2 separate regions of the Mus musculus genome follow, and region 2 is linked to region 1. A link is a contact called in public Hi-C data. All regions are on one chromosome and are shown on one strand. The core of a region is the stretch at or near the end of the contact, and the rest is flanking DNA. Distances in the headings are between cores, read along the strand shown.

Region 1 (6,479 bases), core at 3,072-5,571:
GGACCAAAGAAACAGTTGCCTCTTACTGCAAAGGGACAGAACTCATTAATGCTAACGGCCTTTGTGCAGCTAATTAGCAGCATCTCACATTCAATATTTACCCTTGTGTACTCTGAAATTCCACTTCCTCCTTGAGACACAAGCTGTTTCTCTACCTGACTCATGGCAAGGAAACCTTCTGTGCCAGATTCCAGCTTCCACCCTGCTTGGATGGAGGAGGGGGCTTCCCTCCAGGGGCTGAGGTTTGCATTCCAATCCTGGGTGGAGTGCACAGCAGTTAGAGTCCTCCTCCAAAGGAGGTATCATTTTCATGATTCACCCGAGCTGTCAGCCCCAAGTACCTTCCCAGACATCAGTATGTGTTCAACCATCTCTTCTTTCCTCTGAAAATGGTCATTCTCTGGGGTCAGTGCCTACAAGTCTACAAGGCCTGAGAGAAGATGAACTGTCTATAAAAAAAAAAAAAGCTTTTGGGCAACTCATCCAGGCATGGAATCCCTGAGGACTTGCTCATTATACATTTAACCCATTGGGATTGAACCCTTATGGTAAGGGCTATTCTCAGAACCTTTCCAATCTTATGGTGCAATGTGGTAAAGAAGGCCACTCACATAAGGTGAGGGATACCAAAAAGGACCTAGAGAATAATCAGTTAACTCAGAATTCTGAATAGATTCCTTTCTTATTAGAAATGCCTGGTACCTAACTCCCCCCCCCCCGAAACAACAGCTATGAATGGAGAAAGGACCTTAGCTCTGGTGTTACATGAAGCAAAGGGGCCGTGGGTGCTGCCTCAGAGGGTATCCACATGTATGTCTTGACTAACATGCTAATCATTGTTTTTAGAAGGGACTTATTTGACCATGCATTTCTGAAAGGCCTCCCTCTCAGCCCACTGCAACATTCTTCCCATTGTCTGAAGTCCTTTTCAGCTCCTCATCTACCACCACGATGATCCATCAGCAAATGCTGATTGTACAGTTGACCACAGGGGCAGAGATTTCATCATGCTCCAAGAGATGCTGGCCCCAGACCAATCCTTCAACCCTATGAATGGGGTACTTGGCTGATGCCCAGCCTCTGAGTGCATGGGTGTTCTTGACTTGCCACCAGCCATACTTGAGTCAAAACTATCTTGTAATTATATGGGACATCAGGAAAGAGAGTCAGAGTACAGTGTGGTCCCTGATTTAAGGACCAATGTTTTCTCATGCCTGCTCAGGAATTTCCCACATAACACACAAACACACACACACAGAGAGAGACAGAGAGATACAGAGTCAGATAGACAGACAGACAGACAGACACACAGAGACAGATAGACACATGCAGCGAGAGACAGAGACAGACCCACAGACAGACACACAGAAAGACAGAGGCAGAGAGACACACAGATAGACACACAGAATAAGAGAGAGAGAGAGAGAACATAAAGCCGTTCCTGACAGCCTTTGCTCACCAGAACACCGAACACCAGGTGAGTACAGATGTTCAGGAAGGACAGATGAATGGACTTCCTGACATTTTTAGGGGCTGGCAGTTGGCAGAGGAAACTGTCGTTGAAGAAGACCATGTTAGTACTCAGACAGTGTGCCTCAGTGTACATGAAAGGGTGGCATGGGCCGGTGGGGGTGAATTCTGAATGGAGAATGTCTTCTGGTGGATCCTTTCCATAGAATTCTTTATAGGTCTGAACTGGCCCAACAGTTTTAGTAACACCATAAAAAAAAAAATACTTGGTCCATCTCGCCCAGTCCAGCCTATGCATAGTGATGGCTTCAAAGTAGACAAGGAGATCCTGGGTGAACTAGAACTGGTGTCTATTCCTAGGTCTCTATACTTCCAGGGTTCTTTCTACACTACCCTAACACTAGGTAAGCCCAAAGTTATTGCTTTAGCACAAGCCAAGTACTGCCTTGAAGTGGTGTACAGACCATCCTCACTGCAGAATTAGTCACAGAATCAATGCCCTTTCATGCATGCCAAGGGATTAGATCCTGGCCTAAGACAGACCCAAACTTATGCTTTCAAATGTGAATATCTAAATATCAGTCTTAGGCTGGGGGGATTTTCTACATCTGAAACTACCTTGATAGCCACATAATCCATCCATCCATCCATCCATCCATCCATCCATCCATCCATCCATCCATCCATGGGAGATTCCCCGCCATGTGCTTATGTCCCTGTCTTACTCAGAGAAGGGACATACATATCATTTACAAATGTCAGAGATGAGAAAAAACATCTAGATGTCTCCCCACTTAATACCCTCTTAAGACAAGGCTAGAACCAAGGCCTCGGAGGAAAATGACTTGCTTGAGTTCAAATTTACCCAGAAACTTGAAGCCCACCCTGACTCTCAAGACAGTGTTCCACTCAGAATCTCACATAGCTTTCTGCCCTTTTGTATCCAGGCTGGTAACACCTGCTTAAGTCCATCCCTCCACTGCAGATCTGTCAGAAGCTGACCATCATGACTGACTGATAACAGCTGAAGCCTTGGCGGCCACCTGAAGCAGCTGGGCTCTAAGATAGACTAGCTAGGGAAGAGAGGCCCAGAATTCACTACCACAAAATATGCCACTGAAGTCAACTTAGATACAAGGAATGCAGAAAGAGTTTGCTGCTCTCACATCATCTGCTAGAAACAGAGTGTGTGTGTGTGTGTGTGTGTGTGTGTGTGTGTGTGTGTTTACCAGGAGAATAACATTTGTAGATACACACGAAAGCTACTCCAGGGATGAGAAAGCTTGTGCTGATGACACTGTGTCCAGTCTTCGTAAGTCAAACGTTCAAAGCACTATCATTAGGCTCCTCAAAAGTCACCTGGCTTCAAGTCCTTTCCTGTAAGCCAGCCCACCCCATTCTGTTTTCTTGTCTCTTGCCATATTTTTTCTGTCTTTGCTAAGATGATCCTCCAATCTAACTAGCCCTTTGAGTAACTTATCTGAGATCTCCCATGGTACATGTAAATCATATGTATAAATAGCCCGTGTTGTTATTTCCTCCTGTTAATGTCCCTTTTGCATGTTTAATTCACAGGCCTGAGGTACTAGGGCCAAGTCTGAGACCCAGGGACACTTCCTACTGTTTTATCACAAAAACAGAAAAGCAACTAATCTGAAGTTGGTACCAGGAATGGGGTGCGGAAATAAAAAGGGCCAAGTCAAAGACATACTTGCATCCTTTCCCCACACCTGAGAGTCAGTGTCCAAGGGTAACATTGGGTGGGTTGTCCCCCGCCACCACCCCACTTCCACCCCCAGGACCCCGGCTATAATAGCTCATGTTCCCTTGCTTGGCTGGAAACTCACCCTGCAGTTTCATTAAAAGGGGCAAGAATTCCACCTCTTCTTTGGAATCCACTTCCAACAGTTGCTATGCTGAGCCTGAATCCTGGGTTAATCCTTTATCTTTATGACCTTAGCAGGAGTTATTTTTACCTCATTAGGCCTCGGTTTCATCCTGTGCTGGCTGGATTAATAATATAACACACCTCAAAAACTGTTGTTCAGGTTAAAGGAGATAGTAGAAAACCTGACACAGAATGTGTGTTATATGAACTCAAGGTTCACACATAGCTACACATAGCTGTATTGGGATCTAATAGCCTGCCTGTTAGAAAATGTCTCTAATGACTTGAATGGGTTTATAGAGGAGAGGCAGCTCCATGGAGTTATCTAACTTTCAAGGTTAGGAAATATAGAGCGATCCTACTTGCCTATGTGAAAGAGTTACAGTGACTCTATTAGCTTTCTTGTCTGAATCACTAGACATATGTCCTAAAGTCCTCTCCTTACTGGGAAGGCCTGTTCTAAAGACTGATTCTCAGATCCTACCTTTAACTTGCTGATTCCAACTTTTGAATTAAATTCTGGGAGACAGTCTTTAAACACTGGGCCCTTTCAAGGTGATCCAGAGGTGACCGAAGTTTTAAATTGACAGGCAAAGAACAAGTTTCCCTGGCCTGAATCTACCCAGTCTGGTGCCTTGAAATGCAGATCTCTGCAGATTCTGTGGGCAAGGGCCACAGACCAGGGCACCATGGTTTACCCTTTGCTCTCCAGCACTTCACCCACTCAGAGCCGCTATTCCATAGATCTTGTTTCCAGCCTGGGTGGCATTTCTATAGCGGCCCCTCATTTCCTGCCAAGAACAGAGCTGGCCTCTCTGATCCTGGCTCTCAGCCCAGCCAGGCTGTAGGTGGATCATTAAAGACCGCTGGACCTCTTCTGGAGGACTCTGGGACTGTGTTGTGGAGGGAGAGGCATGACCGGGGTGGGTGGGACTATTCAAGAATCTGTTGCTATCAAATCTGGGGAGCAGACAGTCCAGGGCCCAGACAGACCTCTGTTACTCATGCAGAGATAATTCAGTTAAGGGGAATGCAGATGGGAGAGATGGAGTGACTCAGAGGCTGAAGGCATTTCAATGAGGCTTGGTGACTGAAAAGCACTTATTAACCCAGGATGCTTAAGCATTAAACAGGGCCAGGGGCTGGGTGGAGACACTGAAGAGTTGCCCACACAGGATTTTGCTGGAAGGTTGGGTGTTATGAAGTAGAATTCCCCACTCTCAGCCCATCTAAGAGCTAATTCACACCTTAAATCCTCAGTGAACTCATGTTTTTCTAGGCTGTTCAGGTCGTTATCATCTGGCCTATACAGCCATCCCGGGAAGAGATAAGCTGAGAAACTATAAAGTGTCAGACAAGAAGAAAAGCTTTTCTGGGATTTAATTTGAGCCATTGATCACCACTTCCCATAGGAACAAGTTATTTCTCTGTGAGCTGTCATCTATGAAAGCAGGTGGCTTGGCTCCTGGAGGCCTCACATGGTAGAGGGCTACAGGGTCCTTGAGGCCAAGTTAGAGGCACAGGGACACTTCCTATCATCTTTTTCCCATGCCTGAGAGTCAATGTCCTTGGGCAGCATTAGAGGCATTGCCCATACCTGACCCCATCCCCAAGTATAATAGCATATGTCCCCTGGCTTGGCTGGAAGCTCCCCCTACAGTTTCCTTTGATCCACCTGCATCTTGGGAAGATGCTCTGGTTTAAAGCAGGCTATTTGGTCCCTGGAATGGAAAGGAAGTGCCACAGTGCTAGAAGGAAGCTCCTTCTATTTGTTTCTGTCTACTTCTTCTCCTGGCATAGAGAGATTTTTCTCCACAGACCATTTGTCTTTTTTATAACCTGCCTATTCAGTGTCAGACGAATGCAAGGCAGCGGAGAAGCTGATGAAGGCCATTGCTTGGACGCTTGAGACCACGCTAGTAGACCATGGCAAAGCAACTGGGACCTACCTCCTCCACAGGTGCCAGAGTCAAGGCAGGGTGGGTGGGATGCACCTCCAAAGGACTGGAAGTGAGCTCTTCTAATGAGCAGGCAGAGGACTGGCCAGCAATGAAGGAGTTAATGGCAGTCAAGCCTTCTTCCTCTGTCCTCCCTTCTCTCACTGAACCCAGATGAATAGCCAGTCAGTAAAATGACCCAGTGGAAGGAGTCCAGAATCAACCACTCTGATCCCAGGGGGCATTTGTACTCTTCACAGCACAAATCAAATCACCCAGAGCGAGGACTGGCAGGCTGCAGAAGGCCCAGAGACAAGACATCCCTCTGGTCTCTTCGGGCACAGCAGGGACTTAACCCAAGCCGGAACCTTAGCCCATGAAACCCATAGGAGACTGACCTGCCTGGTTCCTGTGGGTCTGGAATTTCCATGTGTGATTTCTCCCTGAGACTTAGTTAGCTATCATGGAGAGGCCTTGCCTCTTGTCCTGTCTTCCCCTCACTTTGTACAGCAATGCCACCTCCTTCCTCACAGTGTCCATTGACCTTGACCCATGTGGGTGCTCTGTTGGTGAGAAAGTGGGTAGGGAAATCGGATTTGAAAAGGAGTGGAGAAATCCAAATCCCAGGATCTCATAGAACCTGCGATTACTCCTCTCCACTCAGACAGTCTCTGCTGTGTGCAAAGCTCTCTCTTTCCCTGCCCCCAGCTCCTTCCCTCTAGGAGGGAATGCCCTGAGCCTCCTCCAGCACCCCACTGGCCCTTCTGCACAAAGCTTTGTCCTCTTGAAAGCTTACAGATTTATAGTTCTCAGCTGCAGACATTCCATCCCTACCATTCCAGCCTCTCACAACCCTTGAACATCCTCCTCCATGTCCCTCTCCCAGCCTCCCCCGAATTGGAAGCTGTGGGGGTGGGGCAGGCAGGGAAGGTTGACCTCTAAATACAGAGAAGCTCAGCCTGAAGGAGTCTCCTCTGTCAAGCCACTCAGGCATCAGTTTCCTGGAACTTGACTGGCTATGGCCTGTTAGTAGCCCAGAGACTGTCCACAAAAATAAAATAAAATAAAATAAACATGTGTGACTATTCATTTCACTGTGGTTCTCTGTCTAGCTGTAGCCATGTATTTCTAGAATATTCTGTTCTGTAATGATCCTTATGTTATCCTACAATGATAGGACTTAG
Region 2 (6,664 bases), core at 522-3,021, 220 kb before region 1:
CTTCTGGCAGTGGGGGAGGGGTGGCTGTTCTTGTCTATTGAAAAGGTGAATGAATTACTGCATATGCATGTACCATACTCTCACAGCCCAAGGATTTGATTTGGTTTCCATGGCCAGGATCCAGATGCCCACTGGGAGGTCTTCCAAATCACCCGTCTTGATCTTTTCTTAACTGCTCTCAGGGGATCCAGAGAGTGAGTCTGGTATCTGGCACCAGTGGCATGGCACCATGCCCTGAGAACTCCAGAGCCTTGCTCATTTTGGCCTCAGGCCTACTTTCTCACTAAGCAAGGCCCTTCTACCAGATGGTATAGACTCAGAGTATGGTCAACTTTGCAAAGTCAGGTTGTGCCAACTCCCATCTCTGAGGGGATGGTCTGTGTAGTTCACATGCCAAAATGCCCAGGGCTTTGCCAACCAAAAGGTGGTGAGTGCTCTTGTCCCATAGGCACCACCTAAAACGGGCAGCAGATGGGAAAGTAGGGCAGGGGTGGAAAACAGCTGGATACCATTTGCTGCCTAAGAGTTCTTTGGGGATTTGAAAATCATTGTTTAATTTCCCCTCCTGCCCTCACATGTAAACAAATGTCCTATATCAGGGGCATGGAAATCAGAACTTTTAGTGGTTGGTATTCATCTTCCCTATCTCTGCAGCCTTCTTCCCAGCCTCCAAGATGCTCACATCACATGCTTGCACATTTACATGTGCACATGCATGCATGAGCACCCGTGTGTACCCATGTGCTCACTTACACCAACAGGCCAGTCTTTCTAATACAAACCACAGGCCGATTTTGTTCACTGTGTATCTAGGGCCTGGCCAGGAACCCAGGCTTCTTTCCCTCTGAAATCTCTTGGAGAAGTTAAAAGCGGCTATGTGGGACCGCAGTAGGAGAACTGAATTGGCGACACGGTGGTTCTAGATATTTATACACTCCCGTCATTTGCTCAGCTGAGCTGCTTGCAGCTGTGGCTTGTTAGGGATATCACCCAAAGGAATTGCAGAAAATACACATATTTTATATAATTTTCCCCTCTGTTTCTTTTCCCGGTTCTAAATAGGCACTTGAAGGGAGGGGGGATTTACCATAGGATCTTGGGCACAAGGTACAGTTACCCCCAGAGCACTAGGGGAGGACATTTGTGGGTCCTCCTGGGGTGGCGGGCGGAGCAGGGAAAAGAGCCTCTGTATTCTAGTCCCAAAGGTCACACAGACATGAGGAGGATGTCTCTCTCATTTGACACTCCTTCACAGATGAATTTAAGACCAACCTCCAACTTTACATTTTTAAGCTGCTGGCTGGGAGGTCACGTGCTCTGGGCAGTCCAGTCCTGATGGGCTGCAGGGTCTACAGATTGAGTCCTTCTGGGTCCAAGGAAGGTCTAGACCATGACCTTGACACAGATGTCAAGGGAGTGATTCCTTTTTTTCTTTTTCCCCAGACAAAGGCAAGTGGTTATCTATGGTTGGCTTCAGTAAACATCCTTGGGCTTCAGCTCCCAATAGTCTGTAGCTATAAATGATCAAGGCTGTGGCTCTGTTTGCCTTTGCTTCTGTGAACAATATCACAGGCACCTAAGGAGTTCAGTGTGTACATAGTATTCTTCAATCTTTCCTCAGTCCAGACAAGGACTTAATTGCCCCTTTCCCTAGAAAATGGAGAGGAGGAAGAGGAAAGCAGGCAAGAATTCCTGCTCTTTAAACGCTGTCCCCTCCCTTTCAAGAGCTACTCACTGCAACTCACCGAGGTGATGAAAACTCCCCAGGCTAACCCATCGAATTATGGAAGCTCAGCAGAAAAATTACAGCTGCCGTAGAGGTCACCTGACCCCGATGCATCAAGTCCTGGAGGGAGGCCAACCCTCCACTTAAAATGGCAATCTTGCACAAAGTGGCACAATGACATGTTAAAAAATATAGAGATGGATAGAGATGTAACATGAAAATATGTATTTCTCCTGTTCTTAGCCTTAGAAGCAGGCATGTTAAAGGTATTAAGCGGCATTCCACACTGGAGGGATCCTCTGGCTATGGGCTTTGGAGCCTAGACAGGAAGTGTGAATTATGAGGCAATGGGAAACTAATCCAGACAAAATGAAAAGAGAAAGGACGGAGCCTAGGTATCTGGTCCAGGAGGGCCCAGAAGAATGGGGGTTGTCTCGCCCACCTGCCCCGACCTCCCCGGCTCTCTGTGGGAGAGGGAAGCCTTTGTCTGCTGGAGGTGGCTGTTGTGGGACTCAGGGAGAGCAGAGTGAGTTGGCAATCCTTTCTCGTCTGCAGGACCAGACATCCAAGGAGGAAATCTCTGTGCACTGGGCTAGACTCTGAGGGCACCTGGAGAGAAGGGGAAAGCTTGGCAGGAGTGCACAGGAGGCACAAATGTGGCACTGAGATCACGTGTCCCTGTCTTCAGCAGGGACACACCTTTCCCAGGGAGACCCAAATGTCCCAAACAGGACTCTTTCTCTAGGGATGGGATAGACATAAACAGCTTTGACTTTGTTTCTGGTTATTAATTTCCTACAAGCTGCCCCCAGGGTAATTCCTAAATCTGTTTTCTCCACTTACCCTCAGTTCAGACAGGAGAGGAAAATCTTTCTGCTTCTTAAGGGCATGTGACTTTTCTACTCTTAAAATGCAGCTTTCCTTCCTCCCTCCCTCCCTCCCTCCTTCTTTCCCTCCCTCCCTCCCTCCCTCCCTCCCTCCCTCCCTCCCTCCCTCCTTCTTTCCCTCCCTCCCTCCCTCCTTCTTTCCCTCCCTCCCTCTTTCCCTCCCTCCCTCCCTCCCTCCCTCCCTCCCTCCCTCCTTCTTTCCCTCCCTCCCTCTTTCCCTCCCTCCCTCTTTCCCTCCCTTCCTCCCTCCCCCCCCTTTCCATTTCTGCCTGTGAGCTACTTGTTCTGGCCCTGTAAGATGTGGTGGAAAATTCCTGGTCCCAGCAGACTCTGTGGATAGACTTTCCAGAGTAGGAAGGTAAGTTGCAAGCACACTGCGTGTCTTCAGTTCCCCCGGGACTGAGTGGCATCCTCAGTGTAGTGTCCGTCTATACTGTCCTTTACTCTCCCCTCTTTGCACTTGTAAATTTTGTCTTTGGACTGCTAGTCTCTGCCTTTGTCTAACTCTTCAATATAACCTCGCTGGAGGAAAGGTTGACTCCACCTTCCGCATGCAGCTTAGTGAACGTGCCCGTGTGAATGAACCCCAGGATCAAGCCACAGCACACGTCTAACACCCTTGGAAGACTCCTCTCACTTCTCAGCCCACACTTCCTGTTCCCTTCCCAGGAGTGATCTCCTCTCTAAAGTCTGCCACTGAAGGCCAGACTTGTTATAGCCTCGTTGGTGTCTGGCTTTTTACCTTTACATTCATATTTTTAAGATTCATCCATGTACCAAAGTGGTTGCATCCATTGACCCTCCCATCAACAGTGTATACATGATCCAGCTGCTCCATATCCTCTCCAATTCTTAGTGTTCCATCGCTCTGTACTTAGAGCCGTTTCAATAGGAAGTAATATGGTGCATATGTGGAGACCCCTTTCCTTAAGCCACACATTAAGTTCCCCTAGAATAATAATATCATGCAGGGATTAGGGTGAACAACTTTAGGCTCCACACCATGAAAACAGAAAGACATTAGTGCCAGGCACACTGGTATATTTGGTCACTCGAACTGCAGTGTAGTGGAAAGAAGAGAGGCTTGGGTAAGGACCTGACCTGGTTTGAACCCTCATTTACCCACTATTTAGCTATGCAAACTCAGAGAGAGGAAATAATGCTGACACCTAGGGACACACAACAAGGAAAATATGCAGTAACGCATTCATGGTAGAAACCGGTTGCTAGGTATAGAGTATTAACTGTTGAGTTCTTCCTACTCTATTGTAGATTTGGAAATGCTGATGCTAAGATGTAGGGAGGGAAATGTGGCAACGCTTCTTGGCCGCAAGGGCATCACATCTCAGAACTTACAAGTGATTTCTTTCATGATGTGGAGCAGCTGAAGGGAGCAAATGTCCTCATCTTCTTGGTCACCACCCTCCGCTGCCTTGCTTGGTTGCTCTCTTTTCTGAATACCTTCCAGAAGAGTGAGGCAAAAGGTCAAATAGCAAGTAAGAGAAAATGGGGAGTACTTGTCCTTAGATTCTAGCGGCTACACTGCTTTGCTCAGTCTTCTTGGCAGCAGAGCTGGGAGTGGAATGTCACATCTCCTGCCCTCTGTGACCTTGGCTGGTCACTGGTAGGATAGGCTGGACTATTAACCATGACCTAATGCCTTTCTGAGCCATCTTCTCTAGCCTCCCTGGCTTCTAACTTTGCTGTCATCACTTGCAAAGCCGACTTACTTTTATCATTTTTCAAAGCCATCTCTTGTTCCCATGGCAACCTACTGGGGGTCTTCTGTCACCATGGGAACATGGCTTCTGGGTTTAAATACACCTTATCACCACAGCATTAAAAATGTGGGGAGAGAGGGAGACTGGTTGTCAAGGAAACAGGATTCGGGTCTTCTTTAGAAGTGATGGGCTGGGGAGAGGGAAGGAAGTGCAATTGGGAGTTGAAAATTGATGCCACACCCAAACTTGGCCATGCTGACAAATGTGCAGGTAGATTTTGTGAGTAGTCTGGGACACATTCACACACGTGTATCCACACTCATTCATGCATGCACATGTGCGCACGTACTCGCGAGCGTTCGCACACACACTTGGTCTCTCTTTCTTTGTGTGTGGGCCTGTGTTTGTGTATGTGTATGCATGTATGTGTGCATGTATGTGTGAGTGCATGTGTGAATGCATGTGTAATTGCTTTTCTACCTTGTTTGTCTGAAGAACCTCATAAGAAAGCACCTTGGGAATTTAAAGATGTCAGAGGAACGCCCCCACTCTGTAGTCTGAGAGATGGGCGCAACATGTTCACTCTCTGCTTTGAGAAAGTCATTATGAACTTCTTCCTTATCGTTATAGAGAGGACAGAAATCCATGACAAGTGGCCTGGAAAAATCAAACCAGAAGAGAACTAAGGAGCTTGGGACAAAAAGCCATGCAAGAGGTATCAACACTGAGAAATAAGAATTCCATGTAGAATGTTTAAAAAAAAAAAAAAAAGTAGTGCATCTTAAAATGGCTAGCGGTACTTCTTATGGGCCATCTGTTCTTGAGACAAATGGGACAGTCAGTCAGATATGTCAGAGGCAGAGTTAGTAAATTTGGGGGACGGGCATCACCAATCATGTGAAGCAGAAGGGAGGGCTCAAGAGACAAGGAGAGGCACAAAGAATGGACACATGGAAGGTATGTGGTAAACCTAGATCACAGGCTTAGCGGGAAACTCAGAGCTGGGCACCTGAGGTTCCAAGGTCCAATCCATGTGGCTGTATAGGGAGAGTCAAACAAACAAACAAACAAACAAACAAACAAACCAAACCAAACCAAAACAAATTCCATCGAGTTCAACTATGCCACTTCCACCCAAGTCCTTAGACCATCACGCACACCTGAAAATTGTAATGCCTGGCAGACTCCACCTCAGGAAAACTCTGAGTGCACTTGGCTCAGGTCCAGCAGACAGCTCTCCTTCCTTCTCAGTGACTCCCAGGATCTGGATCACCAGACTATTGTCCTACTGCTCAAGTCTATCTCTGGTGTCATCTTGCCTAGCGGTGTCCCTTCTGAGGACCATTCCCATAGCCGTTTCCCTCCTGCTGTGTCAAACTACCTCTTTCCCCCATTGTCCAGGAGTAAGATGAAAGGCAAAAGGAATGAAGGCTCTCAGAAAATTCTGCTTGAATCGCAAGCAGCCTTATCACTTCCTAGCTCTATGGCCTTGGAGACATCTCTAACTTAACTCTCTAATTCTAAAATAAAATTCACAAGATGATTGGAGGATTAAAGGGGATAATGAATGTCAAGGGGTTTTGCAAGCACTGGGTGCTGTGCATCTGGAGTGGTGCAGCTCCATCTTCCTGAGGAGGCTGAGAGCACAGGAGTGACTCTGATGAAGACCAGTCCAGTCCAGTCTTATTCAGAGCCACAGATAAGGCTGTTTCTGCTATTAGGTGACAGTGATGGCAAAAGTCGAGTTGTTCTTCCTTGGTTGCCCTGCAGAGCCCAGACTAAGCTTCGCTCAACAATGGATTGACAGGCTTGACTCTGTTGATACTTTCATAGCTGCCACACCACATGGGGTAGGCAAGGCATCTCCAGCATAAGTCCCAAGGAGCCCAGATCAAGCCTTAATTGAGGGAGCTATTTGGAGCATCTGCAGAGGATGCACACAAGGGCTATGAATTGCTGTTCTTTTCTGCCTGCCTTGATTCATGGTCCGACTGCCAGGAGAGGACCTCTCTGATGCTCTCAACTCCATTATCTTGAGCTCTTCCTACCCTGGCCACTGCCCCATTTTCTCCTCTTAACACTTGTCCATTTGGCAGGCCAGCCTGGTAATAGCTCCAGGAAAGACAGATTATCAATCCTTCTCCAGAAAAGACCAATTACTCATGGCCTCACCCAGTGTTTTATAAAAGAAAAAAAGAATGACAAGGGGAAGGTTACCTCTTGTTGCCACCTGGGGGCTTTGCCTGAGAGTGGAAAGCAGATCTGGCTGGACTAGAGCAAGGCAAAGGGCAGGATGCTGATGGGAAAGGATTTGGATAACAGGATGCGAA

The links. Hi-C and Micro-C count contacts between places; a contact is called where the count stands out from the background.
Region 2: a Hi-C map of the N1E-115 cell line shows a contact between it and region 1, with 2.0 times the contacts expected there. The contact joins two enhancer-like sites. A contact is called at or near these places in 1 of 484 Hi-C or Micro-C datasets (the N1E-115 cell line) and 5 of 115 datasets of contacts at active chromatin or transcription factors (embryonic stem cells, neural progenitor cells, oligodendrocyte precursor cells and 2 more).

The regions. Positions count from the first base shown.
Region 1 is chr9:49,921,998-49,928,476 of GRCm38.p6, reverse strand. No RefSeq gene overlaps it. Among named protein-coding and RNA genes, the nearest start is that of Gm25633, 99 kb to the right of the region's middle. Within about 2 kb of position 4,321, at least 73 of the 459 cell types and tissues checked have an H3K27ac peak or open chromatin away from gene starts, as enhancers often do. A contact at or near this core is called in the N1E-115 cell line, where this site is marked.
Region 2 is chr9:50,136,533-50,143,196 of GRCm38.p6, reverse strand. No RefSeq gene overlaps it. Among named protein-coding and RNA genes, the nearest start is that of 2310003N18Rik, 93 kb to the left of the region's middle. Within about 2 kb of position 1,771, at least 27 of the 459 cell types and tissues checked have an H3K27ac peak or open chromatin away from gene starts, as enhancers often do. A contact at or near this core is called in the N1E-115 cell line, where this site is marked.